Linked DNA regions of Sus scrofa: region 1 is linked to region 2. A link is a contact called in public HiChIP or PLAC-seq data. All regions are on one chromosome and are shown on one strand. Each heading gives the region's core, a stretch centred on a gene start, on an enhancer-like site or on the middle of the called end of the contact. The rest is flanking DNA. Distances are from core to core; before and after follow the strand shown.

What was found. HiChIP or PLAC-seq counts read pairs in DNA pulled down with a chosen protein or histone mark.
Region 1: an H3K27ac HiChIP or PLAC-seq map of alveolar macrophages shows a contact between it and region 2. The contact joins the promoter of DPP9 here to the promoter of TICAM1 in region 2. A contact is called at or near these places in 1 of 47 Hi-C or Micro-C datasets (liver) and 2 of 2 datasets of contacts at active chromatin or transcription factors (alveolar macrophages and skeletal muscle).

The regions. Positions count from the first base shown.
Region 1 is chr2:74,131,979-74,135,940 of Sscrofa11.1, forward strand. It overlaps DPP9 (dipeptidyl peptidase 9), which reads left to right and starts at 2,542. Exons shown (of 22, transcript XM_021084042.1): 1 at 2,542-2,944; 2 at 3,951-3,962. It overlaps TRNAG-UCC (a tRNA gene), which reads right to left and starts at 2,521; the gene lies at 2,450-2,521.
Region 2 is chr2:74,002,095-74,006,368 of Sscrofa11.1, forward strand. TICAM1 (toll like receptor adaptor molecule 1) reads left to right here and starts at 2,472. Exons shown (of 2, transcript NM_001315738.1): 1 at 2,472-2,565.

The DNA of each region.
Region 1 (3,962 bases), core at 1,292-3,791, 130 kb after region 2:
GGGGGTAGAATTCCAGCCACAGGTGCAACCTATACCAGCTACTGCTGGATCCTTAACCCACTGCCCTGGTCTGGGATTGCTTGATATTTTAGAATAGTGCGTTCAAATATCATTCATTTTGATTATTGAAGGTTTTTTTTGGAGCCACCCTAATTTTTGAGGTGAAGTCAGTGTCTCACTCTCTTCACCCTAATACTGACCCTGTAGGGGAAAAAAGCGGACTTTACAGCAATCCAATCCTAATTTTTTTTTAGGGCAGCAGCTGTGCCATATGGAAGTTCCCAGGCTGGGGTGGAATTGGAGCTGCAGCTGCTGCCCTATGCCACAGCCACAGCAATGGCAGATCCGAGCCTCGTCTTTGATCTACACAACAGCTCATGGCAACACAAGATCCTTAACCCACTGAGTGGTGGAGCCAGGGATTGAACCACATCCTCATGGACACTAGTCAGTTTCATTAGTGCTGAGCCACAATGCGGGAGTCCCCTAAATTCTTTTTTTTTCTTTTTTGCTTTTTAGGGCCGCACCCTCGGCATATGGAGGTTCCCAGGCTAGCAGTCAAATTGGAGCTATAGCTGCCGGCCTACACCACAGCCACAGCAATGCACAGGACTCGAGCCATGTCTGCAACCTATAACGCAGCTCACAGCAACACCAGATCCACATAAAAGAGATATTTTTTTAGATTCCACATAAAAGAGATATTATATGACATTTGTCTTTCTGTATCTGGCTTACTTAGTATGATAATCTCTAGTCTACCCATGAAACTGCAAATGGCAGTATTTCATTCTTTTCATGGCTAATATTCCATTGTCTATACATACCGCATTGAATCTGGGCCAGGGATTGAATTTGAGCCACAGCTGCCACCTACTGCAGGATCCTTTAACCCACTATGCTGTCCAGGGATGAAACCTGAGCCTCCGCAGTGACCATGCTGATGCAGTCAGATTTTAACCGACTGCCATGCAGCCAGAACTCGTATACCACTTTTTTTTTTGTTGTTTTTTTTTTGGCTTTTTAGGGCCACATTGATGGCATATGGAAGTTTCCAGGCTAGGGATGGAATTGGAGCTGCAGCTGCTGGCCTACAACACAGACACAGCAAGGCTAGATCCAAGCCGCATCTGTGATCTACATCGCAGCTCACGCACCGCCAGATGCTTAACCCACTGAGCAAGGCCAGGGATCAAACCTGCATTATCATGGATACTTGTGTTCCTACTGCTGAGCCACAACAGGAACTCCCCCACATCTTATTAGTCTAATAGGTTGGTTCTATGTCTTGGCTATTGTACATAGTGCTACTGTGAACATTGGGGTGCATTTATCTTTTCAGATTATGATTTTCTCATGACATATGACCATATGCATGTTTTCAGATTGCAAGATGGTAGCTCTACTTTCAGTTTTTTTGAGGAAATCCCATACTGTTCTCTATAGTGGCTGCACCAGTTTACATTCCCAGCAATAGTAGAGGAGGGCTCCCTTTTCTCCACACCCTCTCCATTATTTATTATTTTTAGGCTTGATCCTAAATTCTTACCATTTCCCTTCCTCCTATCTCTCTTAAAAAAAACAAAAAAGCAAACAAACAAAAAACCAACAAAAAAACGGACTGGCCTAAACTGAGTTAACTTTGGGTTATGAGATGAAAAGTCATTTTCATCATCTTCTACGTCGAGATTTTTTTTTTTTTTTCTTCCCCTTCCAAATTAGTTGTACCTAATGTCCTTTACAGGTCTTTTACAGAAAGACCTTTCTTTCTCGTAGAAAGTGGTTTGGGCTGAAGCAACATAGTTAATATTTGTATATTTGTATACAGGTAAGAGTTTAAATAAAGAATCTATGCATGAGACAAACTAAAGAAACATTGTTTGCCCTCAGGATGGATTTGTGAACAGTTTTTGTCTTGGACTGTTTTAATCGTGTGTGTGTGCGTGCGTGTGTGTGTGTGCGCGCGTGCGAGCGTTGGGAATGGGGGTTATTAGATTTTTTTATTCTGTGTTTTTCCAGCTTCCAACCGCGTCAAGCCGAGGGATGGATATTCAGAAAGAACGAGAATCACCTGGGCTGACAGAACCAAATGTTCATATTGGGAGTATAATGTAACAGGTCCTGTAACGTTGTCTATAATAAGCCCAAAAAAATATGACCCATATTGGTTTCTTTAGCGTAGCGGTTATCACGTTCGCCTAACACATCAAAGGTCCCTTGTTTGATCCCGGGTGGAAACATTCCCTTTATCATTTCTTTATTATAGAATTTTAAAATTTGCTTCAAAATAACTGCAGTAGAAATTCAGGTTCTATGCTCTTTTTTTTATTTCTCTAATCTTTGTAGATATGGGATTTTATAAGTTATTGCAAAGTAATACAAATATTACTACAGAAAGTTTTAAATGGACCGTAAGAGCAGGGAAAAATGGAAAAGCTCCTTAACCATGTGCGTTGGCCGGGAATCGAACCCGGGTCAACTGCTTGGAAGGCAGCTATGCTAACCACTATACCACCAACGCAACGATGGAACACAATTTTCTTAGGTTTCTTTAGTAGAAGTATTACGTTTATTTGGGCGATACCAAGTTACTTGAGGGGGTGTCTTTCTCTTTAATAGCTCTCCCGGCACAGGAAGGAGCAACCCAAGGGACGTTTCACTCCATTGGATGCGGGGGCATGCTGGCGTGTCCCCCCCCAGTGCTCCGGCCTCTTTGGTGCCGGCCGAGCGGTGGCCAATCCCAGGCCGCCGCCTGGGCCGCTCGACTTCCGGGTCAAAGGGGCCTGAGCTGCCGGGTACCCCAGTGTCCGCCGCCTCCGCTGTCCCCCGCGCCCGCCACTTCCGGGGCCGCAGTCCCGGGCATGGAGCCCCGAGCTTGAGGTGCCGCTGGCCCCGGGACACCTTGCCCAGCCCGGCCGCCGCCCTGCACCGGCCCCGAGCCCTGGTGAGCTGCGCCCGCGCGCCCCGTCCGGCCCCGGCCGCGACCCTGAACCCACCATTGACCGGGCCCGCCTGAGCCTCAACCGTGGACTCTCCATTCACCCGCCTACCGGGTGCCCTCTGCCCCGGTCCGCGCACTCTGGCCCCGCCATTGACCAGACTCGCGGTTCCTCCAGTCCCCGCCTCTCTTCATCCCATCTTCCCCGCTCGACCCCTCCGCTTGCCGCGCGACCTCTCAGCCTCTTCTCGGCCCGGCCCGGCCCGACCCGACTTTCTCTCCCATCCCTTTGCTGCCCAGGCCACCTATCTCTGGCTCCTTCCGGGGGTGCCGCACCTGGTAACACCTTCCTTTCCCTGCAGGCTGTGGAGGGCCCCGTCTTCTCCCCCTCCCCATGCAAACACATACTACCTATCTGAGAGCAGAGGCCACCTCCCTGACCTGCGTCCTGACCCCCACCTTTTCACCCCTCCCCAACGCTTGGCCTCCTCACCCGCATCCTCACAAGGTCCAGCCGCCTCTCTCAGCTTCCCTCCCAGGCCTCTCCAGCCACCCACCTTTTCCTACATAGGCTTAGCCCAGTCTTGACACTTTCCCATCCATGTGGCAGCTAAGCCATCAGAAGCGGCTAGTTCCCTTTGATCCAGCTAGTTCCCTTTGACTCTCCACCGCCCCCATCTCCGCCTGCCCGCACTCCAGGAAGTCACTTGCCTTGACCACAGGAACAAATCTTTCCAGGAGCTGGGACTTAAGCCCAAGGGGTGCCCTGTAGTCACCAATCCCTGTAGTGCCCTGCTGAATCCTGGGCGAATTGGGCCCAGTGGCTGGTCATGCATGTAGGGTATGGTTCAGGACATGCAGACAGCACTGCAGGGCTGTGAGGCATCATTAGGATATACTGGGTACAGAGAATCAGGCCCGACCCTTGAGGACTCCTGAATGGAAGGAGAGTGAGTGGTTAGCCAGTCTCTCCATTAAGTTGCCCCGTTAATGGCACATTTACTCTGTTAAGGTCTGTGTCACG
Region 2 (4,274 bases), core at 1,222-3,721:
TTCCTAGTCGGATTCGTTAACCACTGCACCACGACAGGAATTCTCCTAGTCAGATTGTTAACCACTGCGACACAACGGGAACTCTCAAGAGTCTTTTTGAAATGATTGCCTCGCCAAGGGTTTGAAAACAATGTTTTGTTGTGGTAAAATATTCTTGACATAAAACTTACTTTTTAATCATTTTTAAGAGTATAGCTTATCCAGTCTCTTGGGATAGAACATAATGGAAGAACAACTGAGAAAAAGAATATATGCATATGTGTGACTGGGTCACTTTGCGGTACGGCAGAAATTGGCATTGTAAATCAACTATAATAATTTTTTTTTTTTTAAAAAGGAGTACAGCTCAGCGGCATTTAGTACATTCATACTGTCGTGCAACCATCCCCACTATCCATCTCCATCCCTTCTTCCTAAACTGAAACTCTGTCCCCTTCCCCTCCCCCAGCCTCTGGCTCCACCATCTACTTCCTGTCTCTCTGGATCTGACTCCTCTAAGGACTTTCTATTCGAGGAATCAGTGTTTGATCTTCCATGTCTGGCTCATCTCACTGGACATAAGTTTCATGCATGTGTCAGAATTTCCTTCCTCTTTAAGGTTGAATAATATTCCATTGTGTGGGTGGACCCTGTTTTGTTTACCCATTCATCCAAGGATGGATTGCTAAGCAGTTTTTTAAAACACTTTAATAACTGTATTTCAACACAGTGGCCTTTCTTGTAACTTCTTGTACTGGGTTTTATGCATCTACCAAATGGTATTTTTTTTAAAAAGTGAAGTATAGTTGATTCACAATGTTGTGTTAGTTTCAGGGGTACAGCAAAGTGATTCAGTTATACACCCATACATATTTTTTCAGGTTCTTTTCCATTACAGTTTATTACAAGATATTGAATATAGTTCCCTGTGCTCTACAGTAGGCTCTTGTTGTTTATTCCATTTTTAAAAATTTTATGTATAATAGTGTGTATCTATTAAACCCAAACTCCTAATTTATCCCCCCACCCCCTTTCCCCTTTGTAACCATAAATTTGTTTTCCATTACAAATAGTATTTTGACTAGAGGTTCCAGATGACAAAGGGGCCCAAAGACATTACTTATGTCTTTTGTGGGCCCCTTCCTGCATTTAAAAATATTAAATTACATTTTACAACTGCGTTGGTATAAAGACATATATAATCCAAGTTGGCTTATATTCATTTTTTCTTCTGATTTTAAAAGAAATGAAAAAAAATTCTTTTTTCAGGCCCCTAAAAGTATGCTGGACTCGGTGCACTGTGGCTTAATTATGCTGAATGTATTTGCAAGCGCTGGGTCCAGGACCCCCAAAAGGTTGAGACTCCTGTGAATTTTTTTTCTCCATTGTTTTCCATATGCTGCCTTGAGCCATATGGAGTTCCCAGGCCAGGGATCAGATTCAAGCCACAGTTGTAACCTAAGTTGCAGGTGCGGCAACATGAGATCCTTACCCCACTATGGTGGGCCAGGATCAAACCCAGGTGCCAGTGCTCCCAAGACAGGGCAGATCCCGTTGAGCCAGATCCCATTGTGCCACAGCAGGAACTCCTCCTGTGAATTTTAGGAGTGGTTGTTTGCAGCTTCAGGATATGCCATCTTGGGAGTTCCGGTTGTGGCACAGCGGAAGCAAATCTGACTAGGAAACGTGAGGTTGTGGGTTCGATCCCTGGCCTTGCTCAGTGGGTTAGGGATCTGGCATTGCTGTGAGCTGTGGTGTAGGTCGCAGATGCAGCTCAGATCCTGTGTTGCTGTGGTGTAGGCCGGCAGCTGTGGCTCCAAAGGGACCCCTAGCCTGGGAACTTCCATGTGCCGTGGGTGCGGCCCTAAAAAAGACAAAAAGACCAAAAAAAAAAAAAAAAAAAAGATATGCCATCATGCATCTTGGAGTTCCCTGGTGGCTCATTGGGTTGAGGGTCTTGCATTGCCACTGCTGTGGCTCCAGCTGTGGCTCAGGTTCCAGGTTCGATCCCTGACCCTGGAACTTCCACTTGCAAAGGTTAGGCCCAAACAACAACAAACCAGATATGCCATCTTGCTGCCCCTCTTCCAACGACATGGGCGTCCCCAAACCCTTCCGGGAAGGCCATGATTCCTGCACCCCTCCACACCCCAATTATCCCATCCCCTCTGTTCGATTTCCTGGTAAACATTAACTACTAATTGAGATGAACTAATTTTTAAATTGTGGTTCTTTCTTGCTAGACTGTGCGACCCCGAGGGCAGGGCTTTTGTCCCTCTGGGCCCCTGTTGTGGTCCCCAGCGCCCAACGTGGCAGCGGGCAGAGGGAGAGAGGGTGTCATTTGGGGTGTCTCGGGGACTTTCCCGGTCCCGCTGGGAAAGCGTGATCTCACCTCCTTCCTCTCTCCTCCCCGGACGCGGAAGGGGCAGGCGGAGGCTGCAGGCGGAGACCGCGCGCCTCCAACCTCCGGCGCGCCCTCGGCTGCTGCCCGCACCGCGGTCGGGGCGTCGGGCCGTCGGGCCGTCAGGCCACCAGCCCCAGCCCCGAGGACTCCAGCAGCGCGGCGGCCGTCTCCATGGTTCCCTGGTAGGTGAGAAAGGGGTGAGGGCCGGCCGGGGAGGGGCGGGGGACCCCCGCAGGCCAACAGGGGGCCCGGTGCCCCTCGCCGGCGTTCGAGGCCAGCTGCCCCCACTTGGAACTTCTGCCGGCCTCCCTCCGCGTGTTCAGTGCTCCCCTCAATACTCCAGTTCCCTTCCCTGACCTAAGTCCTCCCCAGACCCCCAGCTCTTACCCGTCACCCCGAATCCTCCCCCAACACTCAGGTCTTCCCCTCCAACACCCCATTCCTTCTCCACATTTCTGATTTCTTCCCCGAGCTGGGCGCTCTGTCTGTTCCAGCCCCTGTTCCTCTCGCCCGCGATCGCCGCCCCCCGCCCCTCCCCCAGCCCCTCCGGGGCCTTGGTTGGGGGGGGGCTCCCCCTGCGGGAGCGCGCTGCCTCGGTCCGAAGTGTCCCATCTGGAATCTTCAGCACCCCCTACTCCCCATCTTTTCCCGCGGGGTACGGGGTTGGGTTGGTCGGTACCTGCCCAGGAGACAGACTATCCAGGACTGGTTTCTGGCACCACTCGGAGCCCGGTGGCCCCAGGCCTTCTTCCTGGCACCTGCGTTCCTTCCCTCTCCTTGTGGCTGAGACAGGGGTCTGGGGGAGGGGGCACCCCAGTGTGACCCAGGAAAGCTGGAAGCCTGGTGTCTAGGTGCCAGAGTTGGGGGGGAGGGGTTGGTGGGTGCTACAGGCTCTCGAACCTTCCTGGGCCTCTGTGTCTTCCAAATAAGGGACGTTCATTCTTTCTTCAAAGAACGTTTATGGAGCACCTGCTGTGTGGGGGAGACACTGTTCAGTATGCTGGGCACACAGTAGGGGCCAAATAGTGTCCTCATGGAGCCACATGGGGTAAAAAGCGTGGCCTGTCACAGGGGTGTGTGCCAAATGCAGAGGGCAGATATCTGGTGCCATCTCCATTGGCCAGGCTTGAGGATTCCTCAGATCCAGGCTTAGGAAGGAGACTGCACATAGTAGGTGCTTAGTGAGTAAAGGCAGGGGCCCCACAGCCAGGCTGCCTGGTTGAAATTCCTGCTGCTTTACTTTCTACCTGTGTGATCCCAGGCGAAATCACTTTACCTCTCTGTGCCTCCCTTTCCCACTGGTAAACAGGCAGTCAAAATAATCTTAGCTCACAGCCTTGCCCCTCCTTTGCACAGTGCCCAGCACATGGTAGGTGCTCAGCAAACATTTATTGAATAAATGCCCTTCAGTCTCCTGATGTTTTTCAGAGACAGTCTGGCTATGTTTTGGCTTCCGGGTCTCATTGGAACATTTCTTTTTTAGCCAAAAGGAGTGAATTTTGTCCCTGCTATATGCCAGTCCTGGTGGGAGCAGATTAGACTATCTTCTTGGGGAGGGAGGAGTCAAACAGGAAACATTTATTAGGTGCCTACTGTGTGCCGGATACTATTCCATCCACTTATTCATTTATTCAGCCAATAAGTATTTATAAGGTATACGTATCTATTTATGTAAGTATACCTACTGTGTGCCTGTCCCTGGAGATACAGCTGGGAACAAGACAGATGAACGTCCCTGTTTTAGTGGTGCTCACTCTGGTAGGAGGCAGTGCACAGTCAACAGAGTTGATAGGATAAATCCATAGTGTCAGGTGGCTGGAATTTGAAAGGAGAGAAATAAAGCAAGGAGTGTGGGGGATGGGCTTCAGTTTTAAGCAGGGTGTCCACGGTT